6 separate regions of the Mus musculus genome follow, and regions 1, 2, 3, 4 and 6 are each linked to region 5. The links are chromatin contacts, called in public HiChIP or PLAC-seq and promoter capture Hi-C maps. All regions are on one chromosome and are shown on one strand. The core of a region is the stretch at or near the end of the contact, and the rest is flanking DNA. Distances in the headings are between cores, read along the strand shown. Region 1 holds the start of Fadd (Fas (TNFRSF6)-associated via death domain). Region 2 holds the start of Ifitm10 (interferon induced transmembrane protein 10). Region 3 holds the start of Lsp1 (lymphocyte specific 1). Region 4 has its middle 5.5 kb from the start of Ctsd. Region 5 holds the start of Slc22a18 (solute carrier family 22 (organic cation transporter), member 18). Region 6 holds the start of Ccnd1 (cyclin D1).

Region 1 (3,095 bases), core at 343-2,842, 1.1 Mb before region 5:
TCAAGTAAGCCAGTCCAGTAAATTCACTTCTGTTGGTCTGCTCCCCTAAAGAGCCCTCCCCCAACCTAGTAAAAATGTGTTCGTGTGTGTGTGTGTGTGTGTGTGTGTGTGTGTGTGTGTGTGTGTGAGAGAGAGAGAGAGAGAGAGAGAGAGAGAGAGAGAGAGAGAGAGAGAGAGACTGTAGTGCCCAGCAGAGACCAGCAGAGGGCCCCTGATTCCCCTGTCTGTAGTTACAGACAGTTGTAAGCAGTCCTGCATAGTTGTTTGCAACCAGACCCAGATCCTCTGGAAGAGTAACAAACGCTCTTAACCTCGAGCCACCTTTCCAGCCCCATTTGTCATTCTATACAGCCTCAGCTGTCTGTCTGGGCTACAGCGTGAGACCCTGTCTCAAAAATCAACCAAAGCACTGAACTTTAAATGGGTGAATTATAAGTCAATCTAAAAAAATATAAGTCAACCCTGCTGGGTATGCTGTGCATAACTGCGCCCCACTAACCTGGAGCTCAGCCATTCAGCTAGAGTGCCTGGCCACTGAGCACCAGGAATCCATCTGTCTCTGCCAAAGTTGGGGTTTCAGATGGGCACCTCCTTGTTCGTCTTTTTATGTGGACACCAGGATCTGAGCATGGGTCCTCAAGCTTGGGCAACAGGCACTTTTTAACTCATGAGCAGTACTTGGGTGTGGCTGTGGAATCAGTGTATTGTTAACGAAAGCTCAAAGCAGGGCAGTTAGTGTCTCTACAACCTCCGGCACACATCAACTTTTTCTGATGACAATATTCCAAATCCTCTCTTCTACTCATTTTAATATACATATTATTGGCCTGGGGGAATGGATTGGCGGTTAAGAGCACTGTGTTGCTCTCACGGAGAACCTGGATCCACACAAGAGTTCACATCCAAACGGAACTCTAGTCCTAGGGGTATCCATGCCCTTTCCTGTCCTCCGTGGGCACTTGAAGACCTGTAGGAGCACTAAACCACCTACAAATGCTCATACATATACCAAGGAATATTTAATGGTTTTTATATGTACGAGTATTTTGTCAGCATACCACAAGTGTGCTTGCCAGAAGAGGATGTCAAAGCCCCTGGAACTGGAATTACAGATGGTTGTAAGCCATCATGTGAGTGCTGGGAATTGAATTCGTGAAGGTCCTCTGTAAGAATTGCCAGTGCTCTTAACCCCTGAACTGTCTCTCCAGCCCATAAGTAACTCCATCCATCTCTCTCTCTCTCTCTCTCTCTCTCTCTCTCTCTCTCTCTCTCTCTCTCTCTCTTTCCTTCTTTCCGGTGATAGAACATGATCTGGCAGCCGTAGGCATCTGCAGCTGCTCTTCCAGCCCCCCCCCACACAGTAGGGCTGCGCAGCTCCTCAGAGCCCCAAGAGGATCCACGTTACACTTCTGGTGAACAAGATCTGTTCTGCCTCGGGGTGAGAAACGCGCGCGTAAGCTGAAGTCAACGCAGCTCAGCTGTCAAAGCTACTACAACAGCGGATGCCAGCCCGGGCGGAAGCGGTTACAGCCACATCCGAAGCGCATGCGTCTGATTTGGACATCCCGCGAGACGCTGGGCGGGAAAGCCTAAGGTGATTTCCTATGTGGGATCGCTGAGGGGCAGCCCGGCGTACCACTGCCATGGACCCATTCCTGGTGCTGCTGCACTCGCTGTCCGGCAGCCTGTCGGGCAACGATCTGATGGAGCTCAAGTTCTTGTGCCGCGAGCGCGTGAGCAAACGAAAGCTGGAGCGCGTGCAGAGTGGCCTGGACCTGTTCACGGTGCTGCTGGAGCAGAACGACCTGGAGCGCGGGCACACCGGGCTGCTGCGCGAGTTGCTGGCCTCGCTGCGCCGACACGATCTACTGCAGCGCCTGGACGACTTCGAGGCGGGGACGGCGACCGCTGCGCCCCCGGGGGAGGCAGGTGGGCAGGGGGCGGGGAATGGGCGGGGAGGCCTGGCCTCAGTGCACCCTCCACTGGCTCCGACTGGGATGGACTCTAGGGCACGCCCACTTTTTTCAACCGCTTGAGCCGGAAGCTGGGAGGTCTTGTTTCTTACTGGCAGTGCCAAGGTTGAACCCAAGGGTTCGTGCCACTTGCCCAACCCCAGTATTAACTCGCCTCAGACCTGCAGTGCTTCGTTGGAAAACTCAGCTAAGAAGTGAATGTGACTAAGGCATCTTAACCCCAGTGAGGGTAGCGTTGAAGAGTGGGCAGAGGTCACGTGTGCCGGCTGCTCGGCACCATTTCCGTAGTGGGAGTGCCTGTGTCCAAGACTGCCCTTCCTGGCCAAGGAAAGATTGCGCGGCGGCTGTGCTCTCTGGTCCAGAGTGCAGTGTCTGGTTATCGGCAGTTACTTCTGTTTTGCGTAGAGAGGAGGCGCTATGCCTCCCCATAACGCACAGTGGATAGCAGCCACAGCTGAGCAACACCAGGCTGGCCTTGGGATGTAGATACAGATTAAGCATATATTAGACACTTGATCACTTGTGACAAATACTCGAGAAGCCATTTAAAGGGGCAAAGGTTTATTTAGTTCCTGGTTGGTTGTCACCGTTGCTCTTTGTCTACAGTGACACAGAACATCAAAGCAGCTGGAGGGCCTGTGGAGTAAAGCTTCCCACTGCCGGTGTGTGCAAGATCCACACGAAAATGGATTGTGTATTCACATCTCCAAGGCATTCCAATGTTTGTTATTGTTACAGGAATCCAGTAAAGGGTCTTCAGCCACTGCCCAGGGCTCCCTACAGAGATTACACCTTGCCTGTGTCTAAGCAGGGGCTCCAGAGTAGCACAGAGACAGATCTTTTGTGGTGTCTGGTCAAACCAGCAAAGGTCACAGTGTAAGATGTAGCTTTGGGGACTTTGGCCAACCCACTATTGAGCGGGGTGTTAGGGCAGCCCTGCTTTTTCCCTCTGACACTCCAGTCCTCAGTTGACAGTCTTCTAAGCCATAGCTCGCTGTGGCCCAGGCTGAGAATGTGGCTGGGCAGATCAGGCCACTTTGGGTATCTTGAAGTAGCTCCTGTGCTACTTAGTGTCAGCACAGGACCTGAGTGGCTTTGAAGTGATGTTGTCTTCGAAGTGCT
Region 2 (2,910 bases), core at 343-2,842, 1.1 Mb after region 5:
TTTGAGTCTAGCCAGTGTTGGAGCCTGCCCGGCTGCCTGGGGTCTTGGAGATGAGAGGTCAGAACTCTCTGCCACGGACTACAGTTGTTCTACAAGCATCTGTGAGAAGGTTCGGTTTCAGGGGGCGGGAGAAGTGGGTGAACACAGGTTTCAAATACAACAGTGGAGGCAACCAGCAGGCTTTTAAATAGAGTAGGAGTTATCGAGTGCTTACTGGTAGGGTAGAGCTTCCTTTTGGAATCAGCTCTGGAATCTTAGAGCCCCTTCCCCACACTAACAGGTACAGGATATAGGGAAGTGTGACCTCTGTCACTTTCTGGGGTTGTCCTGGCACCCTTTGCCTGCTGGTCAGTGGCTGTCATTGTTTTGGTAGGAGGGTTTGGGGCAGGGGAATATGTCCCATACCTGAGCCCTGTTAGGTTACTTCTGGAGAATGTTCACCAAGGGTTGTCAGAAGGCCAGTAAACATGTACCCAGTGTTCTCTGTCTGAAATCTGAGCAGGGAGTCCCGCAGGGCCTGGCAGGGCTTCTGGAGACTAGTGTTATCAAAGGCTTGTGCACCAAAGCTGGAGACAGATCTCCTCCCTGCCCTGCAGGCCTGAGGCTGAGCTGTGCTGCCAGGCCTGCATACTGGGGCCGCTGCTTCTGCAGATGCCGCTGATGCCACCATCACCACCCAGGGATGCCCCGGGGAGCACCCCGGACTCTAGCTCAGGGTTCACATCAGTCTCTTAGCTGAGTGACCTTCACATCAGCCTTCATGCCCTGGGAAGAAGAAAGACCCTTGCTGCAGGCAGGGATAGGGAAGCTAGCTTTACTCTAGTTTTCTCATGGTGGGTGTTTCTCCCCTCAAACCCCTGACCAGGGTATTAGTGAGGCTGGACCATACCCAAGTCTTGCCCTGACCAGCTTAAAGTGTAAGGTTGGGACGCTGACTCCAGAGCCATAAAGCTGACTCTTGGGAAGAGGATTCCAACTCACCCTTCACCTTGCCAATGACCTTGAGTGGACCCTGCCCCGAGGGCCAAAGGGCCAACCCTTCTGCTTCCTGAAGTCTGAGACTCCCAGGCCAGACATGCCAAGGACAGCACCTGACTTAGGTTGTGTGGTAAGCAGACTGTCAGGAGTGCGAATGGATGTAATTAGTTGGGTGGTACACAGCCGCACACAGGCTGGGGAGGGAGTGTCAGCATGTTTGGTTGTCAGGCCCTTGGGATCCAAAGCAGTGGTGGGGTTGGATGAAGGAAAACTGACTTCCTGGCACAGCCCACTTGCCCCCAGGCTTATTGGACCAACAAGGCTAGGCTCCATGAGGGAGTGCCCAGAAGAAAGCCAAGAAACGGTGGGAGGGGTCCTTGCCAGTGTGGAAATTAATTCCACCCACTCAAGGAGAGTCTCTTTCTTTTTTTTTTTTTTTCCTCTACACTTAAGATCCACTTCACACTGAAAATTCCTGACACGCAGAAATGAGCTGTGCTGGGGGTCAGAGGTGGGGTTTGGGCTGGAAAGGGAGGAACTTGGCATGGGGCGGGGCTTAATCAGGAGACAGGGCTTTGAAGAAAGACTCAGGGTTCAGAGAGCCAAGGTTCCAGGAGACCAGAAAGTCTAGGGGCCAGGCAGCCCTGGAACTCTCTGGAAAGGGTCCCAGAGAAGAGCTAGGGAGAATGGGATCCAGGGAGGCAGAAAACGAGGCTTTTACACACAGTTGGGGGAACTTCAGGGTAGGGTGAAGAGGACCTACTGAGAACTCCACCCCCACATGGTGAGGTAGGGGTTCTGAGGGAGGGAGGGAGGGCAGTTGGGGGCTCTCCATGGTGAAGGAAGCCCATTGGGGCTTCTCTGGAGGTGGGGATCAGTTGAGGACAAATGTCCAAGAGAGACTGAGGATGGGAAGGAGATGAGGCGGGGAGAGAAGAAACTGCTTGGCCTTGAGTCTTAGAGGACAGTATTGCTTAGAGCAAGTCATGTGTAAGGACCGAGCACTGTCAGGGCCCAGGATGGGGGTCAGAAAGGTCATGAGCGGGGTACACAGACCGAGCTTTAAGGAAATCAATGTAGGGGTGTCTGAGAGGACCCAGGCTTCTGAGTAGCACATCTGTCCCTGAGGGCAGAGCAAAACTTGTGAAGCAGGGACAGGCAAGCCTGTTACAGGTCAGATCCTTCAAGTCCCTGTTATGATGAACATATTAGAACATATGTCAGACTTGGGTGACAGGGACTTCAAAAAGGAGGCCCAGGGCAGGGTTCTGAAGATTGTTGGTGAAGGGCCTGGACTTGGACTCGGGAGAAAAAAAAAAAAAAAAACAACCCTGAACATTGACCTTGGGGACTTGGGAGACAGGATTGAACAGAGATGAGTGTCCCTCTGGGGTTTGATGTGTTGCATCCCAGTCAGGTGGGAACTATGATCTGCAGTGTGTAGACTTCAAGGGACCAGAGACTCCCAAAATAAGCCTGATTAGAGATGGAGACTTGAGCAGCTCAGACAGGGCTTAGCAAGTAGCGAGGTTGGAGCCCAGCTGGGCAAGATCAAGGAAGAGGTGGGTGAGGGCTTAAAAAGCTGATACCAGGACAGGGCCTCATGAGAAAAGGCTAGGACCGCCACGGGACTGAGGATGGCAGGTGGGACTCAACAGGGCAGGGAGAAGAGATGCTAGGTAAGGGGGTTCTGAAGGCACAGGTCTTGGAGCTAACAAGGTTCAGGTGGAAGAAATGTAGGGAGAAGGGGGGTCAGCCGTGGGAATAAAGTGGAATGCTCAGCAGACAGACTTGCCGGGACTTGAGGACCCGCGAGAGAATTTGAGCACAGGTGGACTGGGGTAGCAGCGGCTTGGTGGTCGGTGGATATGAGAGCCATGCAGCTCATGGGATAGAGGGGTGCCAGCCTTGCGACTCCCCGGGGTCCTGGCT
Region 3 (3,204 bases), core at 184-2,683, 1.0 Mb after region 5:
TTGTGTCCTCATCCAGCCTGGGCAGAGTGTCCTTGGAGCCCTTCTTGGGATGTCACGATGCATGTCCCCCTTCCCAGGAGACAGACTTCATAGAGCCTTTCTGGGAACAACATGGCCCTGGAATCCCAAGGCTGGCACAAGGGTGCTGACCCAGACCAGGCCAGTCTCTGCTTAGCCTCAGACTCCTTTCCTAGCCTGAGGGTTCCTTGGACAACTTTCTAACCAGGGTCCAAATGCAAAGCAATAGTGTGGAGACCCCCCAACATGCACCCCTCAAAGTGAGGTTTCTTCCCATTATCATTGATAAGGATTGAGGAATTGCTGTTCCTGCCCAAGATCTGGCGTCCGGCTTGCGAACTGCAGAGACCCTGCAACCCCTGCTAAGGTGGGCCTTATCTCCTTGAGCCTGTGGCTGAACCCTAAGAGTCACACTCTCCCTGGCAGCCTGGCAGCTCCGGTAGCAATTTTATGTTTTACCTCTTTCTTCCCCTTCCTCTTACACACCTGGACCGCAGCCCCCACATCCTGCTCCCATGAGGCTGCTAGCCTCTGACCTGTCCCCAAGACCTGACACCCTCTTCTGAGACCTGTTCCTGGGACAGGGCAGGGCAGGCACCAATGGCCTGGCTTGGTCTCCATGTCTACCCACTAACAGCTTCCCTTCTCATTACCCCCACCCCCACCTTATGACCCAACACAGGAAAGACAGGGAACACCCTTCACATCCCTTTAAATTGCAGATGCCCTTAAGCAGCTGACAGCCTAAAGGCCTCTGCCCAGCCCTGTCTGTTGCAGGGCAGTGGCCCCCTTTACCTTTGCCAATGTTCATTCCCATACCCACTGTACTTAACAACAGTGCCTGGTCCATAAGACACCATTGACCTTCTCTATCCTCACATAGCAGCTTTGGGAACCCCTGAGGCCTGGTCACCTCTCAGTATCTTAAGGCAGGCCAGACCCCTCAGACAAGCCTATAGGTGCATGAGGTCAGGATTCCTAGGCCTAGTTTCTCCCAACACAGCTACTGCTCTCTCCTGCTGTTCAGGCCATATCCAGCCACTCCCAGTCCCTTCCACACCAAGCATCCATCTTCTCTATTCTGGCTATGAACCCTAGCCAGGAAGATAGCCTTTCCCAGTTAGGCCAAGCTGCAGAGGGAGATAGAGGAGATACACACCTCTCTGGTAAGAGAGGGTTTCTGAAGGCTATCTAAGTCCTATCTGAGATTCTGCCTACTCAGCACTTGGCACAAAGCAAACTGCCCATAGTGGAACTCACCCTTCGCTGTCTTCTGCATGGAGCTCTTCCTGTTCCTCGCATCTGGGATCGATGGCAGCCTCCGCCATGGGCCTGGTGTCTTCGGTGTGGGTGCACTTGTTATGGCTCCTGGTGTTTCTCTGTAGATGGGCGGTGGCCTAGAGCCTCAGCCCCCCACCCTTCCCGCCCCAGGTTTCACTTCCTCCTTCCTGTAGCAGGTTGAGGTTTGAAACCTATGGGGCTTGGGTTTTTTTTTTTTTTTTCCTATGTTGCTGCAACAGAAGAAGAGTTAAAACAAAACAAAACAAAACAAAAAAACAAAAAACCAAAAACCAACTAAACCCAAACCACTCATCAGGAAGTGTTGAGCAAGCAAGCTATAGCCTCCTGGAATGACAGAAAAGGGCTGAGGGTAGAGGTGAGTAAGGCTACTCCTTGCAACTCTGGTCCATAGACCTGAGAGTAGCTATGTCTCCCACAATGTCCAGAATTCATGGTCCCTTTAGTGTCCGTGGACTGCTTTCAATTGCTTTGCATGGAAATCTTCTGTGCTTCCAAGTGTGCTCAATGAACATGGTGGAACTAGTTCTTGATGCTTCAAGGTCATGGCCTTGGACACTCTTAGTTAGCCTTTGCTCCCCAGCCATGTCCAGGGTCCCACATGTGGTGCTCCCCTAGTCTGTGGTTCTAGAGCTTGTCTCTATCTGTCTCCATTCCTAGCTGCTGGACGCTCTTGTCTCCCTGCTCCATCAGCTCTCTCTAATCCTGCCTCTGTGCTCTGGGCATTTGGAACCAGTCGAAGAGTCGGTTGATGTTCCCAGCTATGCTGGGGTGGGTCATGGGTTCTCCTGAGAGGCAGCACCAGAGGAAGGACTGAGGCTTTTGGGAGGGAACCAAAGGGACTATAAAGGAATGATGGGGAATGTGATAGCCAGATCCCAAAGTCCCGGGACTTGGGCTAAAGTGTCACTGGGCCAAGTTGAGGCAGCCACAACATGGTAGAGACTCTCTCTTTGAAGCTTGCTGACCCAAGAGATAGAAAGAAAGGAGCCAGTGCCCTATTTCCCAGCACTGGGCAATGAGTGACCTCGGAAATCTCACTATGAGGTCTTACAGGAGAAGTGCAGAAAGGCAAGAGAGCCTTAGGGTGTTGGGAAACTTAGTAGAAGCTGTAGAGTATCATCTAGAGGTAGACCTGTGTTTGCAAGCCTGCCTGACTGCAGGGAGCCCTTTCTTATCCACATGGTCCAGTGGAGGCAAAGCCTTGCTTACTCTATCCCAGTCCTGAGGAGGGGGCAACAGGAAGAGTGAGTATTGTTCAGCAGACTGGGCAGGACACCTGCCTGCTTTTTCTTCAGCCTCCTCTCTCTCTCCTTTTGCACTTTGCTTCCTTGGGACCCTCCTAAGTGCTCTGTTGATAAGTGGCTGGGAATGCATTTGGCAGGTGACAGAGTTATGCCACTTCTGTCCTGACACCTCTTAAGAGGTTTTCACTGGTTCCTATGTCTGTCACAGGGCCTCGCCATCCAGGCACCTTATCGGTGCATTCCAGCCACTAATCTATGAACTTTCTGTGGCCTGTTTGTCCTTAGGGCTGGGGGATGGAGAGGTGGAGACCATTGGCTACCTACAGACTGGATTGGTTTCATAGTTTTCAGGACCTCAAATCCAGCAGCTAACATCTTTCAGATGGAAATTCAGACCCTAATAGCACAGACCCTTCAAGCCTGCAGAGCCAGCTCTGCCCAAGGGGAAAACCCCAGTCTGGTTCTCTCAAAGCTGAAGTGTTTATAAAGTCAGCCCCAAGAGTAGCAGTGTGGAAGGCAGGACTCCTGAGAGGAGATGGGTCTTACACCCAGGTCATATCACAGGAGTGACTTTCCTGTAAAAGTAAATCGTAGGGTGGCAAGATGGCTCAGGAGGCAAAGGTGTTTGAGACCAAGCTTG
Region 4 (2,821 bases), core at 64-2,563, 1.1 Mb after region 5:
ATAAACTGCTAAGGAAGATGTTAATCTCATTAGGAAATACTTTGACAGGAAAATCTAGACGTGTGTCTGCTAACATCTAGGCACACAAGAAATTTGCCATCACAACCGGAGCTGACAAGAAGACACTGAGCACAAGAAAGTATTCCATCTACCCACAGTTGATAGGCTAGTCCAGGCTGTAAGAGGAGCAGAGTAAATTTGCCTCCTGTCCCCCACACCCCAGCCTAGCTTCCTGTTACCATTCATGCACCATAGCTGGCCTTGCCATCTCTAGGTTCCTCTCAAGACTTCCCCTATCTGCCAGGCTCCTGAAAACTTCTGCCCCTCCATGTCTGCTGTCCATCTCAACCTCTGTCTCCTGTCTTGGACAGACTCCTTTTTTTTTTTTTTTTTCTCTTGGTTTCTCCTAACCTCATTCTCAAAGGTGGTCAACTTGGAAGATAGCAAGTCACCTATCCAGCCACATGTCTGTGGGCTCCTGAGGGTATCCATCAACCTATAGATAGCCAGCCAAAATGGAGGAAGGCCACATGATGGGCTTGACCCTTAGGCTCAACTTTTCCCAGAGGGCTTATGGCCCACTGGGTTACTTAACTTCTCCTTACCAATTCCCCTCCACTCACCTCTACACACTATCAGTAAAGAGTCCTAGGCCAGAGGTCCAATTCTGGATTGCCAACATGTCACCTCTGGCCACCCACCCCAAAGAAAGCAGCAAAAGGAAGCAATGGTAAAACAGGAAGAAGGGCTCTAAATCCCCAACCGGGCTGGGAAGATAGGAAATCCTCCTTTCAGGCACTGCTGAGAGCTTTGGGTTTAAACAGGAGAAACTGGGTAGGGTGGGAGGTGGCTGAGGTGACTGGTTCTGGTCTAGCTGTGGTCTTGTTGGCCAGTATCTCACTTCTGGCTCTATAAGGTGATTTGAAGGTGATTGCTCTTGCTGTGAGGTGACCTGTCTGCAGGGCTCTGTTGTTCCTGAAAATCAAGGTGGCCTCATATTTAGGACAATCACTAAGACTTTCAGGTTCCTTGGAAGTCTTGAACAGAGAGCATCATGAGAGCTGAAGGCAGAGCCTCAGTTACTTTTCTTTGTATTAAGGGGTACCCTGCCTTAACTATGCCAGCTGCCCCAACCTTGCCCTCCTCCCCACCAGCTAAGGTCCCTCCTTTTAGCTGACCAGGTAGCTTGTTGTTTCAGGTAGCCCTTGATATCCCCTGAAAAACTTGTTGAGTGCCAGGAAACCACACCCCCTTCCACCTCGGGCCTTAGGGTAGCTGGGCCTTTAGGTCTCGGATCAGTGACTCAGCCAGGAGGGGGAGGGGCAAGGAAGAGGACGAATGGAGTGACTCAGCACCTCATCACAATGTTGGAGGTTGGGGTGAAACCAATTTCCACTTAGCATTAGGACCACAAGCAACCTTCTGGTTCCATTTCCTCCTTCTATTCCCTCCCCTACAAAGTGTCCCCCCCCCCGGGCACTCAGAGAGCTTAGGGTCATCTCAGAGATCTGTGGGGGTCAAGGGGTTCTGAACTGGGCTTCCTCCTTTTGTTAGTGACAGCTAATGGGACAGAGGTCTCAGAGCCAACAAGCAAGGGTGGAAAGACCTAAAGGCTGACACTCACATCTCTTCCTATCCTGATGCTTCCAGTTTATACCTAGCCCTCTCTAGAGAGTGGGATGTAGGCCTCAAAGGAGCCAGGCCTTGCAGTCAGAAAGAGAGGGAGTAGGAGGGTCTAGGGCTGGGGACTGTGAGAGTGTGTGTGTGTGTGTGTGTGTGTGTGTGTGTGTGTGTGTGTGACCTTGAAGAGGTAGCATGCAGAAGAAACGCTGTGAGCTGACCCAAAGCTCAGCCAAGGCTGAACTCTGCCTGACCCTGCATCATAGCAGTGAGAAATAGGGGCTCCTGAGCAGAACTTAGGCCAGCTGACAAAAGCAGAGGCAACCTCCAGCAGGCCTGATGTCCCAGGAACCTCCAGAGGCCTTTTCATTTCCCAGCCTCCTGATGGAGCTGGGGAAGTGAGGGAATGGTCCTGGGAACTGGCTCAGGGTTAGAGACCACCTACAGGGCTCCAGACAGCATGGGAGCCCTTCTCTACTAATCACCTTTAACTAAGAGTTCAAGGTATACAAGACCAAAAGCATCCCGCAGCCTGCCTCTGAGGCCTGGGCTACTCCTTCTCCCCATCTCATGTCACATCTCCATCACTAGTATTAGACAAAAGACTGTCATTGTCATAAAGAAGCCCTCGGATACACATTTGCCTCCCCTTCCCAATCCTCCTGACTCACTACATTCATTACCTCAATTCTGTAGCCTTTTCAGTTAGCAATGTGCATCTCTGGATCATTGAGTCATGAGTCCACAGATTGTTTCTTTGTCACCCTGAATCCTACCCTACTTTGTGGACACATATACTACACTTCTATCCAGCCACTGTCTGAAAGGCATCTATGTTCCTTTAGGTTAACGCGATTGTGAAGGAAGCCCCCTCAGGCTTCGTGGGGAAGGTTTTGCACAAACCTAAGTTTCTTTTCTGTTCTGTTTCTTGAGACAGAGGCAAGCAGCCCAGACTGGTCTCTAACTCCCCTTCCTGCCTCTGCCTCCTCAGTCACAAGCCTCCATGCCTCACTTCAGACTTTTACTTCCCTGAGTGAATACCCAGGAGAACAATTGCTGAATTGTATGACAAGAGAACATTTAGTTTTGAAAGAGAACTCCACGCTGTTTTCCAAAGTGGCTACACCATTTCTGCACCCTCACCACAATGAGTGGGACTGCCCACTGCCTCCCTGCCCTACCCTAAGCCAATGTCGTCACC
Region 5 (2,765 bases), core at 164-2,663:
TCTCCGGGAGAGAGTGGGTGTATTTCGGGTGGATGAGCCCTCCCAGGTGTTTCTTGATAGAGGCCCTTCCTTAGTGACCCGGAAAGGTCCCACCCCACAATAGCTTGGGTCCTCCCACTTCACCAGGGCTAGTTCTCCCGCCCCGGAGCTCGCTCCACCCACCCTGGGATCTGGGCTAGCCCGCAACACAGTCTCTGAGCATTCATTGGCCAATCAAGACACGCCTCCTGAGGCTCCCCCCCCCCCCCCACGGGGCTTGCGAGGTTCCCAGTGTTAAGCCTCAGCCCTGCCCTGGACTCTGGTTCCAAGGAAGTTGGAATTCTGACCACTCAAGCACCACAGGGTGTTCATTTAGGGTTGGAGAGTGAAGACTAGGAGAAGAAGGAGGAGGAAGAGGAGGGGGTATGGCTCTGGGATCCAGAAGAAGGGAAAGCAGAAGCCAGGAGAGGCACAGTGATACTACACTTGTGTGGGCAGTTCTTGTGCTCCAAATCTCTCTCCACTGACCAAAAGGCTTCTGGAAGCTATAGAAATGCCCCTCCCCCTGTCTGTCCTGTTCTCACATTTCTGGAGGGTCAACACTCTGGCCCTGACCAGTACTATCCATATTCATTCATCTTCAGACAGATTGATCACTGCTAGGAAACCAGACGCTCTTTTACACGCCCACCCCACCTCTCTACCTTGCAGCCGAGTAGGGTCAAGTCACAGGCCACAACATGAAAATCAGATCTCCTTTGCTGCATGCACACCCCAGCTCAGCAGATCAGAAAAGGGAGGAACTGGGACAGGGTGCCCAGGGATGCCCAGTGAGAACATGTCTCAAACTGGGCAGTTAGAGGCATGGCTATTGGCATTCTAACCAATGGATCAGGCCCAAGGCTCTGTCTGTCCCCAGGTATGTGCCGTATGCTTGGGGTAGATTCCACCTTGAAAATTGGGATGGGAGATGTGTTGCAGGTGTGGATGTTAAGTGTTCTCAGTTCCTCTGCCAAGAGGTTGTAGGAACCCATCCCAGCTCCCGGAGGGTTGGAGGAGACCCAGTTAGCCAGGGCTTCCATGAGGGATGAGAGGGAGGCTGATTATGGAAAGGAGAGGACTCTGAGGCCAGGAATCTCAGGACTCCTGGGGTCCAGAGTCCAGGCCCTTCTGAAGTCCATGGGGGTAGAAGTGAGGGATAGTTCCTGTCAGGTCAGCTCCCTGATGGGGTTAATTCTTACCTAGTGTGCAGGTGACATCTTTATTGGTGTCAGGGTTTTGGGGGCAGAGCTTGGGGGTTGAGTAAGACTGCCTCAGGATAGTTTGGGGAAGGCCAAAGGTCCTCCAGCGTTCATAATAAACAGCAATGGGAGCAGGCTACTTACCCACAAGCAGAGCTTGCAGTTGTGGGGGAACCGGCAGGCCAGGCCGAATGATTCTAGCTTTTGTGCTTGTTCTGAACAGGCTCCAGAGGGGTGGGGCACTTCCTGGTTGTGAGGGAGTGTGGTAAAATTGCCCTTCTGGCTAGAGAGGAACAGGGAACCCTAGAACCTGGGATCACCTCCTGAAGAGGAAGTAGCTTTCTCTAGGGATCAATATCACTCACATGAGGCCACTGTTCTGCCAAGGGGACCAACCCAGGCTGCTGTAGGAAGGGCTGATTCTTATCTGGAGCCAGGTTGGGAGGCAGCTTCCCAGTGGGGTCCTAAGGAGAAGCACAATGTATCAGGTGTAGGAAGGGTAAGTCAGGCAGTAAGAACAGTGTGGCAGGGCATAGGGGTGAGCTCAGGCAACTGAGAACACCTGATAGGGCTTAGACTTAGGGGGTCCTGCGGGGTTAGGGGCAAAAATAGAGGGGTGTGAGCATGGCCACAGGTGCAGAGAAAGTGACTACTGTGTGCTGGTGTTCAGGATAGCCCGGAGCTTCCCCAAGAAGAGAGATGCTGCCTATATGATTTCCTGGGCCTAATGATGTGTCTATGAAGCAGGAACCTCCTTCATCCATAACCATTGAGTACCTACTGTGTGCAGGTGACCTATTTAGTGGATATCATTTGTTTATTTTTGCCAATTTCATACATGTATACAATGTATCTTGTTTGTATGCACACTTAACTTTCTCTTCCCATTTCCCCTCTAATAACCTCCAATATACCCCTTTCTTCTTTCATTCTCTCTGTCTCTGTCTCTCTCTATTTCTCCTCTCTCTTTCACTTTAGAGTTCCGTGAGTGCCACTTGTTAGACTGTTGACTGATGCTATTGCCTTGATCTTGTTGAGGTAGCTATGGCTACAGTGAATTCCTTCCCATCCTCTGGCTCTTACAGTCTTTCTGTCCCCTGAACCTTGGAGGTCAGGTTGATGCAGATGCCCCATTTAGGGCTGAGCTGTCCACAGTCACTCATTCAGCACTGAGTTATGAATTTCTTCCTCAACTGTTGCTCACTGCAGAGAAGCTTCCCTGGCTAAGACTAAGAACAGCACTAGCCTTTGTCTACAAACGAACATTTAGAAGGGAGTTTGATGACATTCACTTAGCAAGACAACAGGAGTAGATTCCCTAGAGCCTATGACCGCCCCCCCCCCCCACGCCATATTTTGACTGAGTTCACAGTACCAGGGATGAATTTCCTGCTGTAGAGCAGGACTTGGTCCAAACCAAGAGTGATTGGTTACCCCCAGACCATTTGCACTGAATCTGCACATCTTGCTTGGTGGGTTGGTGTTGTAGCATGCAGGGTTGGCTGCTGGGTAAGACCACGGATGGCTTTTCTCTCCCTGTGGCCT
Region 6 (3,197 bases), core at 238-2,737, 1.5 Mb before region 5:
CCGGGCCACCCACCACCTTCGGAGCTACAGTGGAATCACTGTCCCGAAGGGTCCGGACTTTAGGGACCCCAATGTCGGGGGAGGGGGAGCGGAAGGCATGAGCTCGGAAGGTGAGGGGTTTGCGTCTTGTGTGCCGCCTGGACGCTGTGCGCTCCTTTACCAGTTTCTTCTGGGACACGAAAGTATTCCGTGGGAAATGTGTGTGAATAGTTCGCCTAGCTTGAAGTCGGGTATTGTGAAAACGTTTCCAAAACTAGGGAACTAAATAATGGACGAAGGTGGTGGAACCGCTTTATTCTAAAAATATTTTATTTGAATCTATAAATTATAAACTTAGGAGTCCATTCAGTTAACCACGACCATCTATAGATTCTCTTTAAATATCACCTTATCGGCTCACAAGTTTATCTTGATTCTCACCAGCCGCCCCCCCCCTCCCCCAACTCAAGACTGCAATTCTAAAGGTGGAGAAACACCACCACCCTCAACGAAGCCAATCAAGAAGCTTCCGGTGGTCTGGTTCCTGGAAGGGCGACTAATAACTTGCAGCGATTTACTTTTCTTAATTAAAAAATAAATTAGGAAGGAGCCTATCGTGTCTCAACCTTTTCTTCAACGGTTTATTTTTCTTGGGCAAACCGCCTGCAGTGGAGGAGGGGGATACTGGGGGACCCTGGCCAGGATAAACCGGTCACTGTATGAAGACAAATCTCAGATCCCACCCCACCCCCCCAGCGAGGAGGAATAGATGAAATAATGGCCACCATCTTGAGCTGTTGCTGGAATTTTCGGGGTTTTATTTTATTTTTGAGCGAGCGCATGCTAGGCTGGGGATCCTTTAAAGTTCAGATACCCCTCTGGCCCTTTGCAACCACCCCAGTGCGCCAGGATGGAGCCTGCACGAGAGCTTAGGGCTCGTCTGGCATCTTCGGGTGTTACACAGTTCCTGAATTTTACACGTGTTGATGAAATTGAAAGAAGACAGGGACGCTGGGATTTCTAAGCAATGGGTCCGCCTGTGGGTGCCTCGTGGCGTACTCGGAAACGCACCCATTCTCCCGGTTTAAGAACAGGGTGTCCTTGCACCCCCAGGCTCCCCTTCCATACATTCTTCCTTGGCTTGCGTGTGGCCTGGCCTCCCTCCTAGCTGTCCTCCTGTCCAGAGCCGCCACTACCCCACCTCCACAGGTCTCGGAGGACCCTCTTAGGGAAAGAAGCCCCCCTCCCCCTTGCCCCGCTCTTTCCCAGTTTGGAGAGAAGCAGTCCGAGCGATTTGCATATCTACGAAGGCTGAGGGGGAAGGGTTTGGGCTTGCCCCCCCCCCGCCGCCCCCCCCCCTCACTGCTCCCGAGCCCCCTCCCCCTGCACCCGCCTCGGCCCTCCCCCTCCCCCTTTTCTCTGCCCGGCTTTGATCTCTGCTTAACAACAGTAACGTCACACGGACTACAGGGGAGTTTTGTTGAAGTTGCAAAGTCCTGCAGCCTCCAGAGGGCTGTCGGCGCAGTAGCAGAGAGCTACAGACTCCGCGCGCTCCGGAGACCGGCAGTACAGCGCGAGGCAGCGCGCGTCAGCAGCCGCCACCGGAGCCCAACCGAGACCACAGCCCTCCCCAGACGGCCGCGCCATGGAACACCAGCTCCTGTGCTGCGAAGTGGAGACCATCCGCCGCGCGTACCCTGACACCAATCTCCTCAACGACCGGGTGCTGCGAGCCATGCTCAAGACGGAGGAGACCTGTGCGCCCTCCGTATCTTACTTCAAGTGCGTGCAGAAGGAGATTGTGCCATCCATGCGGAAAATCGTGGCCACCTGGATGCTGGAGGTAAGAGACTTTACAGGCTGCTAGCTTGGGACCCCCTGGCAACTTGTTGCTATCACCAACATCTTCCTCCCTTCTCTTCCCTTCCGTCACGGAGTTTTCCGGGTGCGTTGCTAGGACTCGGTATTCACAAAATAAATAGATTGGGTCCTTTTGAACGAGGAAGGTTTGGGAGTTGGGAAGATGGGAATTCCTTTTCCTGGTGGAGGGCAGTCGGGGAGGGGTGCCTTCGAGGGAGGACGGTGTCAGCGACACCACAGAGGGTGCAGGCTGAGCTTCTGTGGCCCCCGCTTGTGCCCCATTCCTGCAGCGCCTCGGCGGGGGCCGCCCCTGCGCGTTTCGCCAGCTCAAGGGGGGAGGGGGCATAAATTTGATTTTTAAATTAATATCCATGGACACGTATGCAAGGGCCGCTCGTGCCAATATTATGCGCCATCTTTGCTCCTTTATTGCAAAGCAAAAAGTGTTTATTAATAATTGGGGGCAGGGCAGGGAGCGGCAGTAGGGGCGCTGGGACAGGCACGAGGGGCCTCGTGGCGGCCGGGAATCACTAAATAAGACAGTGTGAGGAATATTTGGGGTGGGGGATTCTTTGTTCAAACAGCGGACCTGGGTACCCCGCACACGCTGCCTGGCCCAGAGAAAACGCCAGGCTGCAAGGTCGCGTGGCCCCCTAGTCAATGAGACTGACTGTTGTGCGTGCGGTTCTGGATTTGGAGGAACCTGTCTAGGTCAAACTGGGGGCGGAGGGGGACAAAAGCACATTTTCAGATGTTCAGCAGGAGACTCAGGGGTCCCAAAATATTTTAAAATAATTTTTAAAGTGAGGCATAATGCCCTTGTAGAGGCAAACAGCGCCCGCACCCTGCAAAAGGGGGGCCCCCGGAGTTTGAGTTGCTGGAGCTCACCCCCCGATGTCCACTGAGCTCCTGACCCTCGGCTTGGATCAAGGGTCGTCCGATGGTTATTTTCAGGTCGTTTTTAGGCACCTAGTTATTTTTTAAATATTTTTAAATATTTTTTGAAAAGATGACGTCTGGGAAATGCAGCGCGGCGGCCTGGGACGCCACCATTGTGTCTCGCGTGCGCTCGAGCGGCGCCCAGCCCCCGGCGCCCCGCCAGCCCCGCGGTGGGGTTCTCTGGCTTGTGGCTTCCTAATTTCAACAGGGGACCGGGGTCTCCGTGGCCACCATTGCTTCGACCGGCCCCGCCAGCTGCCCAAAGACTTTCCCTTTCAGTTTCAGGGTGGGTGGGCACTGGGAACCCTCGGAGCAGGAGCGCATCCCAGGGAGTTGGCCACCGGAATCCCTCTCTGTGCAATCTAGGAGAAGGGAATGGGGTCGTATCGAGCGACGCCCCCCTCCCACGTTGACGGTCA

What was found. Promoter capture Hi-C pulls out the DNA fragments that hold promoters and counts their contacts. HiChIP or PLAC-seq counts read pairs in DNA pulled down with a chosen protein or histone mark.
Region 1: a contact with region 5 is called in a promoter capture Hi-C map of liver, with 5 times the contacts expected there. The contact joins the promoter of Fadd here to the promoter of Slc22a18 in region 5. A contact is called at or near these places in 4 of 39 promoter capture datasets (hippocampal neurons, liver, pre-B cells and 1 more).
Region 2: a promoter capture Hi-C map of liver shows a contact between it and region 5, with 2.9 times the contacts expected there. The contact joins the promoter of Ifitm10 here to the promoter of Slc22a18 in region 5. A contact is called at or near these places in 5 of 39 promoter capture datasets (embryonic stem cells, hippocampal neurons, liver and 1 more) and 3 of 115 datasets of contacts at active chromatin or transcription factors (embryonic stem cells, microglia and pancreatic cancer cells).
Region 3: a contact with region 5 is called in a promoter capture Hi-C map of liver, with 2.9 times the contacts expected there. The contact joins the promoter of Lsp1 here to the promoter of Slc22a18 in region 5. A contact is called at or near these places in 3 of 39 promoter capture datasets (hippocampal neurons and liver) and 1 of 115 datasets of contacts at active chromatin or transcription factors (pancreatic cancer cells).
Region 4: a contact with region 5 is called in an H3K27ac HiChIP or PLAC-seq map of microglia, with 5 times the contacts expected there. The contact joins the enhancer-like site here to the promoter of Slc22a18 in region 5. A contact is called at or near these places in 2 of 39 promoter capture datasets (both in liver) and 2 of 115 datasets of contacts at active chromatin or transcription factors (embryonic stem cells and microglia).
Region 6: a contact with region 5 is called in a promoter capture Hi-C map of liver, with 7 times the contacts expected there. The contact joins the promoter of Ccnd1 here to the promoter of Slc22a18 in region 5. A contact is called at or near these places in 2 of 39 promoter capture datasets (liver and pre-B cells).

What each region holds. Positions count from the first base shown.
Region 1 is chr7:144,580,938-144,584,032 of GRCm38.p6, reverse strand. It overlaps Fadd (Fas (TNFRSF6)-associated via death domain), which reads left to right and starts at 1,592. Exons shown (of 2, transcript NM_010175.6): 1 at 1,592-1,929. The coding sequence starts at 1,644.
Region 2 is chr7:142,372,428-142,375,337 of GRCm38.p6, reverse strand. Ifitm10 (interferon induced transmembrane protein 10) reads left to right here and starts at 1,592. Exons shown (of 3, transcript NM_001347541.1): 1 at 1,592-1,762. The coding sequence starts at 1,760.
Region 3 is chr7:142,459,041-142,462,244 of GRCm38.p6, reverse strand. It overlaps Lsp1 (lymphocyte specific 1), which reads right to left and starts at 1,433. Exons shown (of 11, transcript NM_001136071.2): 1 at 1,279-1,433. The coding sequence starts at 1,346.
Region 4 is chr7:142,391,868-142,394,688 of GRCm38.p6, reverse strand. No RefSeq gene overlaps it. Among named protein-coding and RNA genes, the nearest start is that of Ctsd, 5.5 kb to the right of the region's middle. Within about 2 kb of position 1,313, at least 121 of the 459 cell types and tissues checked have an H3K27ac peak or open chromatin away from gene starts, as enhancers often do. A contact at or near this core is called in embryonic stem cells, liver and microglia, where this site is marked.
Region 5 is chr7:143,472,437-143,475,201 of GRCm38.p6, reverse strand. Slc22a18 (solute carrier family 22 (organic cation transporter), member 18) reads right to left here and starts at 1,413. Exons shown (of 11, transcript NM_008767.3): 1 at 1,365-1,413.
Region 6 is chr7:144,938,121-144,941,317 of GRCm38.p6, reverse strand. Ccnd1 (cyclin D1) reads left to right here and starts at 1,487. Exons shown (of 5, transcript NM_007631.3): 1 at 1,487-1,822. The coding sequence starts at 1,625.